Linked DNA regions of Mus musculus: regions 2, 3, 4 and 5 are each linked to region 1. Evidence: chromatin contacts called from public Micro-C and promoter capture Hi-C data. All regions are on one chromosome and are shown on one strand. Each heading gives the region's core, a stretch centred on a gene start, on an enhancer-like site or on the middle of the called end of the contact. The rest is flanking DNA. Distances are from core to core; before and after follow the strand shown.

What was found. Promoter capture Hi-C pulls out the DNA fragments that hold promoters and counts their contacts. A called contact is a pair of places that touch in the nucleus more often than the background predicts.
Region 2: a contact with region 1 is called in a promoter capture Hi-C map of erythroid cells, with 21 times the contacts expected there. The contact joins the promoter of Slc17a5 here to the promoter of Gclc in region 1. A contact is called at or near these places in 2 of 39 promoter capture datasets (erythroid cells and pre-B cells), 1 of 484 Hi-C or Micro-C datasets (CD4 T cells) and 2 of 9 other capture datasets (adipose tissue and macrophages).
Region 3: a Micro-C map of embryonic stem cells shows a contact between it and region 1, with 2.8 times the contacts expected there. The contact joins the enhancer-like site here to the promoter of Gclc in region 1. A contact is called at or near these places in 2 of 39 promoter capture datasets (both in liver), 1 of 484 Hi-C or Micro-C datasets (embryonic stem cells), 3 of 115 datasets of contacts at active chromatin or transcription factors (memory CD8 T cells, microglia and thymic regulatory T cells) and 2 of 9 other capture datasets (adipose tissue and pancreatic islet).
Region 4: a promoter capture Hi-C map of erythroid cells shows a contact between it and region 1, with 15 times the contacts expected there. The contact joins the promoter of Mto1 here to the promoter of Gclc in region 1. A contact is called at or near these places in 1 of 39 promoter capture datasets (erythroid cells), 1 of 484 Hi-C or Micro-C datasets (rod photoreceptor) and 2 of 9 other capture datasets (adipose tissue and pancreatic islet).
Region 5: a Micro-C map of embryonic stem cells shows a contact between it and region 1, with 7 times the contacts expected there. The contact joins the promoter of Dppa5a here to the promoter of Gclc in region 1. A contact is called at or near these places in 1 of 39 promoter capture datasets (erythroid cells) and 1 of 484 Hi-C or Micro-C datasets (embryonic stem cells).

Annotation. Positions count from the first base shown.
Region 1 is chr9:77,753,007-77,756,013 of GRCm38.p6, reverse strand. It overlaps Gclc (glutamate-cysteine ligase, catalytic subunit), which reads right to left and starts at 1,479. Exons shown (of 16, transcript NM_010295.2): 1 at 1,055-1,479. The coding sequence starts at 1,204.
Region 2 is chr9:78,586,574-78,589,580 of GRCm38.p6, reverse strand. It overlaps Slc17a5 (solute carrier family 17 (anion/sugar transporter), member 5), which reads left to right and starts at 1,536. Exons shown (of 11, transcript NM_172773.3): 1 at 1,536-1,707. The coding sequence starts at 1,614.
Region 3 is chr9:78,525,808-78,528,814 of GRCm38.p6, reverse strand. No RefSeq gene overlaps it. Among named protein-coding and RNA genes, the nearest start is that of Eef1a1, 46 kb to the right of the region's middle. Within about 2 kb of position 1,409, at least 404 of the 459 cell types and tissues checked have an H3K27ac peak or open chromatin away from gene starts, as enhancers often do. A contact at or near this core is called in adipose tissue, embryonic stem cells, liver and 4 more, where this site is marked.
Region 4 is chr9:78,446,761-78,449,767 of GRCm38.p6, reverse strand. It overlaps Mto1 (mitochondrial tRNA translation optimization 1), which reads right to left and starts at 1,558. Exons shown (of 12, transcript NM_026658.2): 1 at 1,258-1,558; 2 at 150-349; 3 at 1-50. The coding sequence starts at 1,471.
Region 5 is chr9:78,366,749-78,369,755 of GRCm38.p6, reverse strand. Dppa5a (developmental pluripotency associated 5A) reads left to right here and starts at 1,557. Exons shown (of 3, transcript NM_025274.3): 1 at 1,557-1,771; 2 at 1,853-2,035; 3 at 2,462-2,704. The coding sequence starts at 1,657. The coding sequence ends at 2,520. RefSeq lists an enhancer at 1-1,256 and cis regulatory regions at 1-1,420, 1-1,420.

The sequences.
Region 1 (3,007 bases), core at 230-2,729:
ATTTCCTAGTTAGGCCCTAGGAAAAACAAGTGGATAAAACCCATAATATCCCTGCCCTGTATATGATACACGGAACACAAATGAAGAACTGTCAAATGTAAATACACAACAAACTTTGGACTAAAACTGGAGAACTGCCAAACGAGTGTGTCCCTTTCCTGAAAGAAAATGTGGTGATAGACAATTTTTTTTGTAGGAATATATATTAGTCCTAATACTTCCTTAGGCCAAGCATAATTCTTTCAGCTGCAGATGGCAGAATCATCTACCAACATTAGATACAGAAAAACTAACTTTTCGCAAGCTAGTCTATGCCGGTACAGCAACACTTTGAAACTTAGCCCAAGGATAATACTAAACGATAAATACATACAGGAGTGGCACGCTATCTGCCGTAAATGCCAACCCCACACAATAAAGGTCAGACTCAAGAGGTTATTTAACTTTATGTATCTTTTTATCAATGTGCTTATTTAAAAATAGGGGATGCACACACAAAAAAATGTTTTTAGCGTTGCCGCTTTCAGATGGTTCGAACAAATGGGTCCCAGAGATCATGCACAAGTTTTAGCATTGACTGGTAACGCTTAGCTGCTGGCTCTAACCAGTCTTACCTAACCTCTAAGTTGTAAGCATTTACAGTTAAACCGGATAATGAAGTCTCCCGTCTTTTAGGAAGACAACCCCAAGTCCTTAGGTCTAGCAATGTATTTGTTGCAATGTATAACTCTAAAGTTTGCGGACAGATGTGAGATGTGTCAGGCGTTTAAGAAAAAGAGCTAGAGAAAACCGAGGGCCGAAGCAAACACCCTGGAGATTTGAAACGTGATAGCAAGCCAGCCGGGCAAGTCGGTCCTGTACACACTCATCTCCAAGGCGAACAGTGCGACCGGACGCCGGGAGGCAGATATTCACACTCCTCCCGCTCAGGCCCTCCCTGTGTCCGAGCGGCTTGCCTCCCGACAGGAATGAATGAGCCCGAGTGGCCAGCGCCGAGCCCGGGCCGGTGGCGGGGCCGCGGGCGGCCTGGCCGAACAAAGGCGCGCGGGCTCACCTCGTCACCCCACTTGAGCACGTCCTTGTGCCGGTCCTTGACTGCGTGGTAGATGTGCAGGAACTGGAGGATGCCGTGCCTCCGCACGTGGTCGGCGTGGCGCTGGGTCTCTTCCCAGCTCAGTGGCGAGCCTTGGGACAGCAGCCCCATGGCCGCGTCCTCCTCCCGGCCGCAGCTCCGCTCTGGGGGCGCCCTCGGGCCGCGCGGCGGGCGTCCCGTCCGTTCCCGCTCCGGCTCGGACCCCGCCGCGCGGTTGACAGCCCGGGTCGGGGTCTCTCGCCGCCGCCCGGTCTCGCGCTCCCACGCCGGCCCTGCGGCCCTGGCCGCCGCGGCAGCGCTCCACTCGGCGCCGCCGGTGTCGTGCACGGGCTTCCTACTTGCGACCCAAAGCTGCGGCGACACAGAGCATGCCCAGTTCCGCGCCTGCCGCTCCGTGCGCCGCGCTCCAGATTTTATAGGCTGCGGCGGGGGCGGGGAACGAAGCGGCAGGTCGTGGGTGGGGCCTGGGGCGGGGGCGGGGCTGAGGCCGAGGGTGTCCGCGGGGGGGCGGGGCTGTCTGCGAATAAGGACTGAAAAGTCTGGGTCCTAAGAGAAAACTGGGTCAAAAAAAAAAAAAAAAAAAAAAAAAAAAAGGGAGGGGGGGAGAGGGAGAGAGAGAGAGAGAGAGAGCTGAAATATCTGAATATCTGTTCAACTCTGTACTGGTAGAAAGGGTATAAAGTTAAGAGTAATCCTTTTTTTTTTTTTCTTTTTTCTTCTTGGTTTTTCAAGACAGGGTTTCTCTGTGTAGCCCTGGCTGTCCTGGACTGGCTTTGCTGGACTCGAACTCATAGAGATCCTCCTGCCTCCCATGTGCTGGGATCAATTATGTGCACTACCACGCCTGGCTGAGTAATACTGTGTGAGTGTGTGTGCGTGTGTGTGTATGTGTGGTTTTTCGAGACAGGGTTTCTCTGTGTAGCCCTGGCTGTCCTGGAACTCACTCTGTAGTCCAGGCTGGCCTTGAACTCAGAAATCTGCCTGCCTCTGTCTCCCAAGTGTTGGGATTAAAGGCATGTGCCACCACTGCCTGGCTGAGTAATACTTTTTAATAAATGTTGTACGACTCCACATGGCATGGATATGCATAGAGTTGATTGCTGGTTATTTACATGCGTCCATGTATGGGCAGGGATTAGATATATGTATATCATCATTGTAAACCCTGTACGTTAACTATTTGCCAATGGGATCTCTGGTCGGCACAGAGATCACTCACTGTGCAAAAGAGGTCTTGTCTTGTCTTGTCTCCAAGTGTGCAGTGTGAGAAGTTTCTTCAGAAGTTTCCCCACCTTCAGAACCGAAGGTCCATCCAGCGGTGGTCATTCTATTGCTCAGGAGAGCTTTACCCTGAGTGCGGAAGGCTCTGGGAACTGGATTCCGTGGGAACGAAGGGAAGGTACCTTGCCCGAATAGTTATTCGATTAATGTTTTGCAACTGTATAAATATATGCAGTAACTAGATGATCCATTCATGTACAGAGGGCAGAAAACATTTATTACACCCTCCCCCCCCCCACACACACATTGTAACTACATTTTCAACATGTAGTTACTTAGAGACAAGATCTCACTAGATAGCCCAACCTGGCCTTGAACTCCAGGCAGCCATCGTGCCTCAGCCTCCTGAGTGTTGGGATTAGAGGCATGGACTTCCACATTTGCTTTAGATTTAATAGTTAATGAACACTCATCACAACATTCAATGAACACTAATCGATGAATGCATGATAGGAATATTTCCTCATTGAATGAGGCCATCAAAGAGCTTGGGGCCACAGATACTGAAAGTGTGGCTGTGATTTGCACAGTGGAATGCATTTAAGTATGTGCACAGGTTAGATGGCATCTAAAACTGAGGAGACATGATGCTGTCTCTCTCTCGCACATAGCTGGAATAATATTCTTTTAAAA
Region 2 (3,007 bases), core at 287-2,786, 830 kb before region 1:
GCCAGCCTTCCTATCCTACCTCGAACTCTGCGTACTGACTTTGCAACTTTTCTGTAACCTGAACCTTCTCAGGTAATAAGTGTACTTAAACATGGTGCTGCTGATTTCAAACTCCCCAAGGCTGTTGGAATCTGATTCCCTATGTTGGAAGATTCCCTTGGCTGTCCCTGCCAAAAAGGATGATCTTAGCAATAAAGGAGAGGAGATACAGTGTTGAACAAACCTATTGGCTCACACAGGATAGCAGAGGTGCAGAAAGATGAGAACCCCGAGGCTAATGAAATCTGAAGCCGTCTGTTGGAGGAGTTCAGGGGTGGGGGGGTGGGTACAAGGGGATGAGTTAGGGAAGCTGGGTTTGTTTGTTTGTTTGTTTTTGTTTTTTTGAGACAGGGTTTCTCTGTGTAGCCCTGGCTGTCCTAGAACTCACTCTGTAGACCAGGCTGGCCTCGAACTCAGAAATCTGCCTGCCTCTGCCTCCCGAGTGCTGGGATTAAAGGTGTCGCCACCACGCCCGGCTTGAAGCTGATCTTTTTGTTCTAATCAAACCTTCAAACAAATTGAAATCCACTCACATGGAGGACAAGCAAACTGACACATCAAATTAACCACACCAGAAGTGCTGTTTGTACATACATTTTATAAGAATTTGCCAGGCGGGTATGCACAAACTCAAGGGCTTTATCTCTACAGCTGTCTTTTTGAAAACTTGCCCATCAGCATTTACTGGCCCAAGAGTTAGGGATATCTTTAGTAAATCTCAGTCAGCCCTTCTTCTAGACAGGGGCCTCACCTGACTTTCTGAGCCTCTGCTCTTCCTTGGTCTGCGTGGAAATCTCTAAGGGCGTCTACCACATCTGTCTTTTCCATCGGTCTGCAGATATGGCTTTTATTACTCAGAGGCCCGATGGCCCCACCAAGGCTGACTGAAGCATTTTCCTAGTTCCTCTTTCTTAGAGTCAGCAGTAGGGAAAATCTGTCCAAATTAGATTTACAGAGAAAACTCCCCCACGCTCATACATCACGTGGCCTGCCCGCTGGGGATGTAGGTCAATGGTATGTATCAGCGTTAGTCTAATATGTGTGAGGCCCTGGGTACAATCAACAGTATCTTCCTAAAGAGAAAAGGCAGCTGCCTACATTGGGGTTCACCTCTGAAACAGTCAATTTCGTCGGACAAAACATGATTTCCTTTGCTACTTTTCAAAAGCCATATGCTGTCACAAAACGGACAAAGACTGAAAACTATTATAGACATTTAGAAGGCAAATAGTCCCTGCCCATTTCCCTAGCTCCCTATCACTGCGAGATGCAAACCCCATCGCCGCCTTCAGGCTGTCCAATGCCCGGGCTTTTACTAGTGTAACAGAGTCCTGGGCTCCCTACCGCTGGTGACACACATCTTGCACAGCGCAAACGCCACGCCCAACCCAACCCTGCCCACAGCGGGAAATTGCCCGAAACTAAAATGGCGCCTTAGGAACAGGCAACCAGATATGGGCGTGTCCTGGGGCGGGGCAATATCCTGCCCCGCCCAGCCAGCACGGCGAAGGGCTGTCCTGCCGAGAGCTAGGTTGGCCAAGCAACGACGCCGGCACATCTGCTCTCCAGGCGTTATGAGGCCCCTGCTTCGGGGTCCGGCGGGAAACGACGATGAGGAGAGCTCGGACAGCACCCCGCTCCTGCCGGGCGCCCGGCAGACCGAAGCGGGTGAGCTGCGGGACCACCGAGTGATTGCTAGTGGCAGCGTTCCTGGCGGGCGGGTGGTTCCCGGCCGTGGGCGCCTTGAAGGAGTGGCTGCGGGGTCGGGGGGACAGGTAGCCGCTGTAGTGCTGTGGGTCGGGACGGAGGTGCCTGTGGCGCTGGCGGGACTGAAGCAATTCAGGGTCGGAGGGGTACCCGATCCGAGTCAATAAGCAAAGGGGCCAAAGTGCTTCTTGCTCCCCTCCAGCGGCCGCCAGGTTTCCGCTTATGCCGGCCTGTAAACATGTGATCTGGTAGCGCCTTGTTGGGGAGGAGAGACAAAAACAAAACAACAACAAAGAAGAGTTAACAGCTGTTGAGTGTGCGGGGGACAGTTGCATAATCCCGCGAATATCTTGTGCTGTAAGACACCAAAATATTGCAGACATTTCTATTTTTTCCTTGTCTATCAGACTGCAATTTAAGTTAGGAAACAGGTTATTCTCAAGATAAGATATCTTTAGCACTCTAAGACAATATGCCGTACTAGAGGTCTTGCAGGTGCTACTTCAAAAAGCATCTTCATTGCGGGGGGGGGGGGGGGGGGCGCATGTTGCACAGAGGTATAGTCCTTGCCTGACAAGGTTCTAGTCTCCATACCCACCATCCCCCAAAACACAAGTATGTGTCTTCACTGGATTTCGCTACACTTTTGTAATGTAGCTTCCTGAAGCTACAGAAAACTAAAGGACAAATCGGCTTGGACACATTCAAGGATATAGGTGTGAGAAAGAATTGAACTGGAAATTTGCCTTTGTTGGCCCGGAACAGTCTTCTGTCGGTATGTCTTTTGTTGACATTACCAAAGAATTCTTTCGTAACTGTTTTAACCATCCTTCCCACTTGTGTGGGTAACTACCCTACTTTCTGACTTTATTCAGACTACTTCTGTTGGCTTTTGGGTGATCTGTTTTGGTTTTGTTTTTATTTTTAGAATAGTTTGTTAGGGAACTGGAAAGATGGCTCAGCAGTTAGAGCACTGGTTGCTCTTCCAGGGGACGAGGGTTCAGTTCCCAGCACCCACATGGAAGCTTACAACCATCCATAACTCCAGCTCAAGAGAGCCAACACCCTCCCTACTCAGACACACCTGTGGTACACAGACATACATACAGGCAAACATTCGTACATAGAACAGATTTTTTTTTTAAAATCTAAAATAGAATGTTTTATTTTGAAAAGTGTAAGGCATCAGTAGGTCAAACCTAGGACTTGCATTTTTTTGGTTGGTTGCTTGGTTTTCTTTGAGACAGGGTCTCATGTAGCC
Region 3 (3,007 bases), core at 160-2,659, 770 kb before region 1:
GAGTTCCATCCCAGGCACCACGAGAGGAGGGACTCTCATCACACACACACACTACGTAATTTAGAAATGATTTTTTTTAATAATGCTGATAAGTACACTCATGTGTAGACATTCTGTATTCCCAAAACAAAAACTATTAAGACAGACCAAACAAAACGTTAAAAGCATTTGTGAATAGTGAAGGAGGGATTAGGTTTTCTCTTCTAAATTTTCATTTTATCTTGTTGAGACTGGGTCTCCTACATCCAAGGCTGCCCTTCAGTCCCTGACCTTGCTGCTTCCACCTCACAAAAGCCAAGACCTCAGGCCTGTGCCACCAGAACTCCTTTATTTAACTAGAATGTTTGGAAATTAAAAAGAAAAATCAATCATGGGGGGGGGGGGCGGGGGGAGGACCGTCAGGGTCAATCTGGAACTGACTAAAGGCTAAGAAAGCCAAAGCAGGCCTCTCTGGCGCTGGGCTTTAAGTGCCTGCACCCTCGGGCATCGCCGGTTTGGCTAGGCTGTAAAGTGGCACTGTGGGACAAAGTGGCACTTGTTGATATTCACGGCAGCCACGGGCCTTGCCAAATGGCTGATTTACTTTGCCTGGAGTTTGTCCCTCAGCTCTGCCTCTTCCTACACTCTCTTACCCCAGTATAAAGCCCTTCTTTTTTAATGTTTTTTTTTTTCTAATAACCACATTTTTCTATTTTGAAACAGTTTCAGGAAATCCAAACTGGCCTCAAACTGACTCTGTAATGAGGGCTGGCCTGGATCCCCCTGCCTCCACCTGGCGGCAAGTGCTGGGATTGCAAGCATGCCACACCACGCCCAGACAGTCATTCATTCACGCATTCGTTATTTATTTACTTATTTTAATAATTTAAGTCCGTGTGTGAAGGTCAGAAGACAGCTTATTGAAACCGGTTTTCGGTTTCCGCCTTCCCAAGGGACTGAACCCAGGTCTTCAGGCTTGATAGAAGCTCCTTTACCCTTGGAGCCACCGAGCCTGTCCAAAGATTTTTAAGAGAACTATTTTTAAAACACACAAACGCTCTTCTCTTCTGACGCTTGGGACTTACGACAGGTTCCATGCCGCACTCACCTTCCGCGTGAATTTTTTGACACCCCCCCCCCGGCCCCCCAGAAACTCGGATTTGCCCCACGGCAGCGGGCGTTTCCCCTGGGGGAGGAGCAAGAAGAGCTTACAGCACTCGGGAAGCACGAGTTTGACTCATGCCTTAGCGGACTCAGGAAACCCGATTAGCAAAACCTAGATTTCTTTGTCTGGAGAAAGGAGATGACTCACAGAAACCACGTGCAAAAGAAAGGCATTTAAAAGGGCTCGATGGAAAGTCACTGCGGGCTGGGGAGCCCCTGGCGTCACCCGCCCGCGCTCCCGCCTCTGGCCGCTGGAGGCAGCAGGGTCACGAGGCAAAAAGACTTTCCTGACCCTTGCTTCTCAGTTTTTGTTCTAAAAGGCAATGTTAGCTCCTAACCGCAATTCTGGCCAAGTGTGGTGACTTTGAAACCAAACCTGGAGCCACAATGTTGTTAAAGAGCCACGTTGTTATTAAGTCTCCATACCTTACAAGAATAAATTTGTTTCCTAAGCCTAATAATGTATTCTACAAACCATGTTTTTCAACCTGTGCTTAACTTGTAACCCCATGATGTATATACCCTTTGTAAATCCCTTTGCCTTGCTAAACCCCTGAATCTGTAAGCTATGATTGCCCTTTTGCCTTACGGAAATGTTTTTCCAGATACCTTGATGAGTGCCCTTCCACACCCCACAGACTGCCTTAGGTCCTGAGTAGCCCCTCTCCTCCACCACCATGTCCCCACCCCAACTTCTATGTCCAGGGGCTAACAGCCAATTATCTCAACAGCTCTTCTCTATCAACCCTAACCCTTCCACATATAAGAGACCTCAAAAGCCAGTGAGGGGATGTTCTGAGACCCGAACTTAGGGAAAGTGCACAGTCTAAACACAGCTTGCTTTAATCAGACAGTCGTCGAAATAGTTTTTTTCTCCGGTCTAAGGTTGACCCACATTTTAAACCCCAACACTAGGAAGGCACAAAGGGCCATTTCTGTGGATTCCAGGCCAGCCTTGTGTACATAGCAAATTACAGCCCAGGCTACATAGACCCTGTCTCGAAACAATATTGCCTTTAATCCCAACTCTAAGATCAGGTGTTGAAAGTCATCCTCAACTACATAGTGAGTTTGAGACCAAAACTGCAGGGCCCCATACACAGAATAGGAGCCTGGCATGGTTACATATGTCTACAATACCCAAGTGTAAACAGGTGAAGTTAGAAGACTGCAAATTTGTGGCTAGCCTGGACTACAAATAGAAACCACGTCTCAAAATGGAACAAAATCAAGAACTCCACCTCTGAAACCTTTGGCCCCATTCCCACTATAGCTGAAGGCCAGCATGGATCTCAGTACAGAACTGGCTTTTCTGCCAAGAACAGGGACTTCAGAAAGAAGTTGGCTGAGGCCTGGAAGTTAGAAGGTGGTTCCTTAAAAATGCAGTCAGTTGTTTAATAGAGAATTTGCTGTCTTTGGGATTTCTCCTGCAGAACTTTCGAGGAGTAGAGAAGCTTCAGCCAATATTGAGAAAGCCAATAGAAGTCAGACATGGTGGATGGACCATTCCTGCAATCCTAGCACTTGGGGTGTAGAGAAAGGTGTGCTAGCTCAGAATCAGCTAGGACTACAGTCTTAGGCCAGCCTTGGTAGATAGCAAGACCCAGGCTCAAAAAGAACTAATTTAGCTCACGGCTTTAATTGCAGCCCCTGGAGGCAGAGGTAGGCAGATCTCCTTGAGTTCAAGGCCAGTCTGGTCTACAGCTGGAGCTCCGGGACAGCCAATGACGTGTTAGAATGGCGGGTAGCCGCTCAACAGCACACTAGGCCAAAGCAGTTCAGCGTGGAAAAGGTTCTATTGGAAGGGAGAGACAAAGTAGTGGCAGAGAGAGAAGAAGAGGGGGAGAAAGAAAAGAGGGGGAAG
Region 4 (3,007 bases), core at 309-2,808, 690 kb before region 1:
TCTACAGCTCCCTTCTGAACAGTGAGTAGGGGCGTGCTCAGGATTTCTTTCTGTCAACAGAGAATGCCAGTTGAAAGAGCAGTTGGAGAAGCCCACAGTCCCTCCTGGCCTCACCGTGGGTGCTCACCCCTGGCCTCGCCTGTGCTCACCTGCATGTTCTGTTTATAAAGTTTCCGGTCAATCTGTGCTCTCAGTCCCCACACAGCAGGGCCCTTACGCCGGTTTAGCACTTTGTAATGTATACCAGACTGGTCACAGATCCGGGAACACAGACCATCCAAGGCATCCACTTCTCTCATCAAATGCCCCTTTCCGATGCCACCAAAGGAAGGATTACAGGACATCTGACCTAAAGAGAATGGATATGATCATAATAGAGTACCCTGTACATATTACTTAATAAAGAGTGCTCGGAAAGGTAATCAGACTAATCAGATTCATTTAAAACAATAAACCCCAACACGCTCTCCTCTAACTTCAAAGAGAGGAGGAATTAGCAGAAAATGGGCGACTCATTCCCGTTCTCTGCATTCCTATGGACTCTATCGTCTAAGCCAAGTTACCTTTCTTCTTTGAAGCCAAGGAATACTTGATAATGTACCACCTTCCTTCATCACTTTGGTCAGGCGTGATTGGGTACACCTTGAATCCCAGCACTCAGGAGGCTGAGGCAGATGGATCACTGTGACTTCCAAGCCAGCTTGGTCTACACAGCACTGTCTCATTTATGAGAATCATTAGTAGGCCTCTGAAATGTTTTTTAGACATATCCTACAGCGTTGATAGAACACAGGTTTTGCACTACTGTGTATATGTCTAAAAGAATTTAAATCTGTGTGAAGTGACAAGTGGACTTCTATATTTAACGAGACACTACTCGCCAGAGCCTAGAAGCGGGATCAGCCTAATGTTTATCAAGTGTCGGATGGATAATGAAAACGAGGTGCGTAAGCTGAGGCGCCTATCAGCACAAAACACGCAATGGAAATACGGAACGCGACAAGCGGCGGCAGAGCTTGACAAGCTCTCCGTGGACGCACCACGTCGGTCGCTTAACAAGACGGGTGTGAAAATGTTAACTCGGGATTTCTCTGAGATGACAATACGGGGAGGGTCAACCCAGCGACCTGCCCAGCAGCCGCCGTGGCTTTCAGTCCTCCGCTCCCTGACCCCGGGCACCGGCCACTCCGGTCCACCGCAACCCTGCCCGCGCTCGGTCGGACGTAGAGTTCCCGCCGCGGCCGCGGGGCTCCTCACCGATCGTGTCCACGCGGTGCGTGAGAAGCAGGGTCCGCGAGCCACAGCGAGCGGCGGCGGCGGCCGCCTCGGTCCCCGCGTGCCCTCCTCCGATAACTACCACGTCGAAGTGCGGGGTGCAGGGCGCCGCGCTGTCGCTGCGGAGGCGACGCAAAGGCAGCCGTCTGCCGAGGGACGCTGCGGCCCAATGGCCACGGCCTCGGAGAAGGAACATGTTGAGGGAAGCTAGCTAGAGACGCCCGGAACTGTCACCGGAGTAGAAGCCAGCTGGGCGTCGCCATCTTGGCCGAGTCAGCGCGTAGCGCGCCTGCGTCCAGCGACGCTTTTGATTGGCGGGTTGGAGCTTCGCCGCGGGGAGGTGCGCGCAGGCCCTGTGCGTTCTCCCCCCCCCTTCCTCCCCCCGCAGGTACTTTCAGCGCTGGCGGGAGATTCTATCTTGGAGGTTGAGGTTAGGCTTTTCCCGTGGACTTGTCTTTATCGCCAGGTTGCCACCTATGAACAATAAATTTGATCATTTCGCCTCAAAATCTTCTGAGAGGTTAGTCGACTAAGGCAATCCGAGTTCTAATCCTCATCTTGAAGGCCATCTGGGTCTACAAATGAATATCACGTCTCCAAATCAAAACTCCATTATTTATATACAGCTTAAACATTTTTTTGACATTTATTTTATGTGTATGATTGTTTTGCCTGTGCATGTGGTGTATGGGTGTGTGGGTGTGCGCGCGCGCCTCGATCTAGCCTATTCCCACAAAAGTCAGAAGAGTGCATCAGATTTTCTGGAGCAATAAAAGGTTATGAGCCACTATGTGGGTGCTGAGAATCAAACACGGCAGGTTCTCTGCAAAGAGCAAGAGATCTTGTTCACTGAGCCATTTCTCTGGTTCCTATTTAAACATAATATACACACAAGACATGGAGAATTAAAAAATGTGTAACTCCTACAAAGTGCTCTGTCCCTACTTTAAAGGAATGCCAGTCTTTTGTTGCTAGTAGCTATTTTTATATGCATATACAAGTTTTCCTCTGAGTTGAAATATTCCTTCCTAGAGGAGGGAGTCTCATAAAAGTCCAGAAGTGAACAAAGTTTACAGGTTCAGTCCCAGGAAGATTTATAAATTGCCAGGCCCACCCCTACTTCAGGCTATACAAGCAGGGACCATTGCTAGGGGGTAGACTCCAGGACCATCAGATGTGCAAGTCCTTCGGGGGCTCAGGGATACAACTTTTGTGAGTTGTCATCCATACTGCCCTGGACTTTTGTAATGCAGTCTTTGAGTCATCCACACTCCTGTAAATACCTCCAAAAAACTTATAGTTTCACTAAATTATATTTGAGTGGAATAATTTTCTTTGGCTTGTTCTTGGTGCCCTCAGGTAAATATACATTTATTCACATTTTCACAGGAGGGGGAAAACTCACACGGCACAGGAACGCTAGTATTTTGTATATAAATTCTGTGATTATACTATCTTTCACTTTATTCCCCTCCATTTAACTATATATATTTAAATTTTTAATTGCATGTATTCATTTGCATGTGAGTATGTGTATGGGCTTACTCATACTACAGTGCACATATGGAGATCTACTTGAGAGAGTCAGTTCTCCTCATCCTGTGGGTTCTGGGAATTGAACCCACATCATCAGATTTGACAGCAGATATTTTTACCTGCCAATCATCTGTCCAGTCCCCTTAACAATATATTTGCTTAGCTGGGCACGATGGTGCACAACTCAGGCAGAGCT
Region 5 (3,007 bases), core at 308-2,807, 610 kb before region 1:
TACCAAGGATGGCTGAGATGGTTCAAGTGGGTAGAGGAACTTGTCCGTAGTTCAAGTTTTAGAACCCACATTGTGGAGGGAAAGAAACAACTTCTAGGTTGTCCTCCACACTAAGCGCATGTAACAGGTTTCAAATCCCAGACAAATGGCTGAGGTGCCTATTTAACACAACAAATGGAACCTGACCTCTTGGCTCTGCCTGCATTCTTCCTCCCCAGAGTCTAGCATATCCTGCCCCCTGCCTACCTAAAACTTCTCTAGTCCAGGGACTGGGCTGCCCTTCCCAGTGCCCTTCCCTATACACTCCACCTATTGTGGTTACCAGGCCTTGGTGTTTACTTTCTTGGCCACTTTGTCCATCATACCTAAGAGTAGTCATGTTCTGTCCATTTTATTTATCTTTTTCATCTATAACCTCCTACACTATATAAATATATATCAAAACTACAGAAGAGTTGAGGGTATAGACACTTGGAGAGAGGTGAGCAGTTAGAAAGGATTACTGCTTTTCCAGGAGATCCAAATTTAAGTCCTTAGTGCCTATGTAGTCCTGTAAGTCTCAGGGATTCTGACCTCTGGCCTCCACACCACCTAAATTGACACCACACAGGTGTTCTTAATGACTGAGCCAGCTCTCAAGTTCCCACTTTTGTTGTTGTGGAAACGGGGGTCTCCACAGCACAGCCTCGCCTGGCTTTGAACCCAGGCTTCTTCTACCTCCCAAGTGTTTACTCCAGACACTCTGTAGACATTTCTAAACAATTTTGTAATGCTGTTCACATTTGTTTATTTTCTTCCTTGCATTGAAATAGTCGTTGAGTCCAGAACATTAGCACATTTAATGCCCTTCTATCTAATTTAAAGGGGGGGGGGCTCTCTCACTCTTTACATGACAATTGACCAGCTTTGTCTCATCTTCTCTATTGTAAAGCATTGCCCTAAGATTTCCAGGCCTGCACATGCCTTTAATCCCAGCACTTGGAGGCAGAGGCAGGCAGATTTCTGAGTTCAAGGCCAGCCTGATCTACAGAGTGAGTTTCAGAACAGCCAGGGCTACACAGAGAAAAACCATCCAAACCAGGGCCTTGAAGGAAGATAGTGGGTACACTTTAAAGACACCTAGAGCTTTAGGTGGAAAGAATAAAATTCCAATTTTCCTTTTCATTTTTATTAAATGACAAGAATCATTGTTGAGTTCTTGGGAGTTGCTTTGGCATCTGACAAAATGAGATCCCAGTATCTGATTCTTTCGGGATGGGAAAAGCTATAGTCTTTTAGAAGTCTTTGAACTTTCCAGCGTGGATTCTCCACTTTTTTGGGGTTCAGACCCCGTCAGTTCCCAGAGGAAGGTCACCAGCACTGACTTCTATTCCCAAGACCCCCCCCCACCCCCACCCCCACCCCCAGATTCGAATACACATACAGGCGACAAACCTAGTTAGCTTGAATCAGGCAGGCGGCCTGCCTTAGTCTCCCCAGGGGCATAGCCTGCGGGAGCCGCCTGGGATTGGGCCCCATAGGAGGCGGGCCCTAGTGGGCGTGGTCTAGTAAAACACCGCCCACACAGGTACTAAAACTTCCTGAACCTGGAGCTGTGGGCCGTGCGTGGTGGATAAGCTTGATCTCGTCTTCCCTGAAGTCTGGTTCCTTGGCAGGATGATGGTGACCCTCGTGACCCGTAAAGATATCCCCCCGTGGGTGAAAGTTCCTGAAGACCTGAAAGATCCAGAAGTATTCCAGGTCCAGTCGCTGGTGCTGAAATATCTGTTTGGTGAGTAGCTACTCTTGACCTCGCTGCCAAGGCCCAAAGCTCCGGGTCTTGGAACTATGCTCATTGCCTTTCCCCGGACAGGCCCACAGGGATCTCGAATGTCTCACATCGAGCAGGTGAGCCAGGCCATGTTTGAGCTGAAGAACCTGGAATCTCCCGAAGAACTTATCGAGGTCTTCATTTACGGCTCTCAAAACAACAAGATTCGGGCTAAATGGATGCTTCAGTCCATGGCTGAGAGGTACCACCTGCGCCAGCAAAAAGGTGAGAGTCTCTAACAGGTGCCCTGAACCAAGGTGCGGTGGAGTAGCCTCCTGCCTCCACCGAGTTTACCTCCCTTTTCACATCTCCACTGCTTGCATCCCTCTGAGGATGCCTTACTTTTGGGCATCACCTGGGACTCCTCCTTGGTCTCTAGGCCGTCTCTGACAACCTTTTGGGAGTTCGGGGGCCCAGACGTAAGTCTTAAGGTGAGAAGGGGTAGGGACTTATCCCTCTGGGCAGGGTTATCTGAGGTAACCCTGCCCCACCCCACTCCCATCTCCAGGTTTCTAGGAGAACGTTAGAACTGGCCCAGTGGAGCCCTGGTTCTAATTAGAGGTCCACAAAAACATGCTTAAAGAGCTGGTGAATCATGCGGCCTTCCTCCTGTTCCATGACACTTAATCCTGTTTGGTGTTTCTCACGCAGGAGTGCTGAAGCTGGAGGAATCCATGAAGACCCTGGAGCTAGGCCAGTGTATCGAGTGAAGCCAGTTTCCAGTCCTTGTGTCTCCGACCTGGATGCAGGTTAAGCTGTGGCCAGTGTTTGGTTCTGGCGGGATTTTTAGCTTTGTTACATCCTAGCAAGATATTCCTGGATCCCTGCTGCGCATTCTGATGTGAATCCCAAGGTTACCACTCTAAATAAAAAATAAAATTGAAGTGATTAAAATGTGCGTCGTCATTAAAATATGAAAAGAGCCAGTACCCTTTTCCCGGTGTCCGTTTGAATCCTTGTAAATGCCTGAACAGATTATAGCCTGTGGAATCTTAAGCTTAGGCATCCACCCTGTTGTGAAACACTGTCTAGTTTGTAACATGGAATGTGAATTGCTGCCTTAGGGGAAGTGGGACTTGTGAGGGTTGAAGAGCCACCAAAGTAGGTTTTCAGTTTACCCTAATTGAGACCAGTTTGATAGTTAACGTGGAATAAATCCCATGTGGGGAGCTTTCTGGCTTTATGACCTAAGGCAAA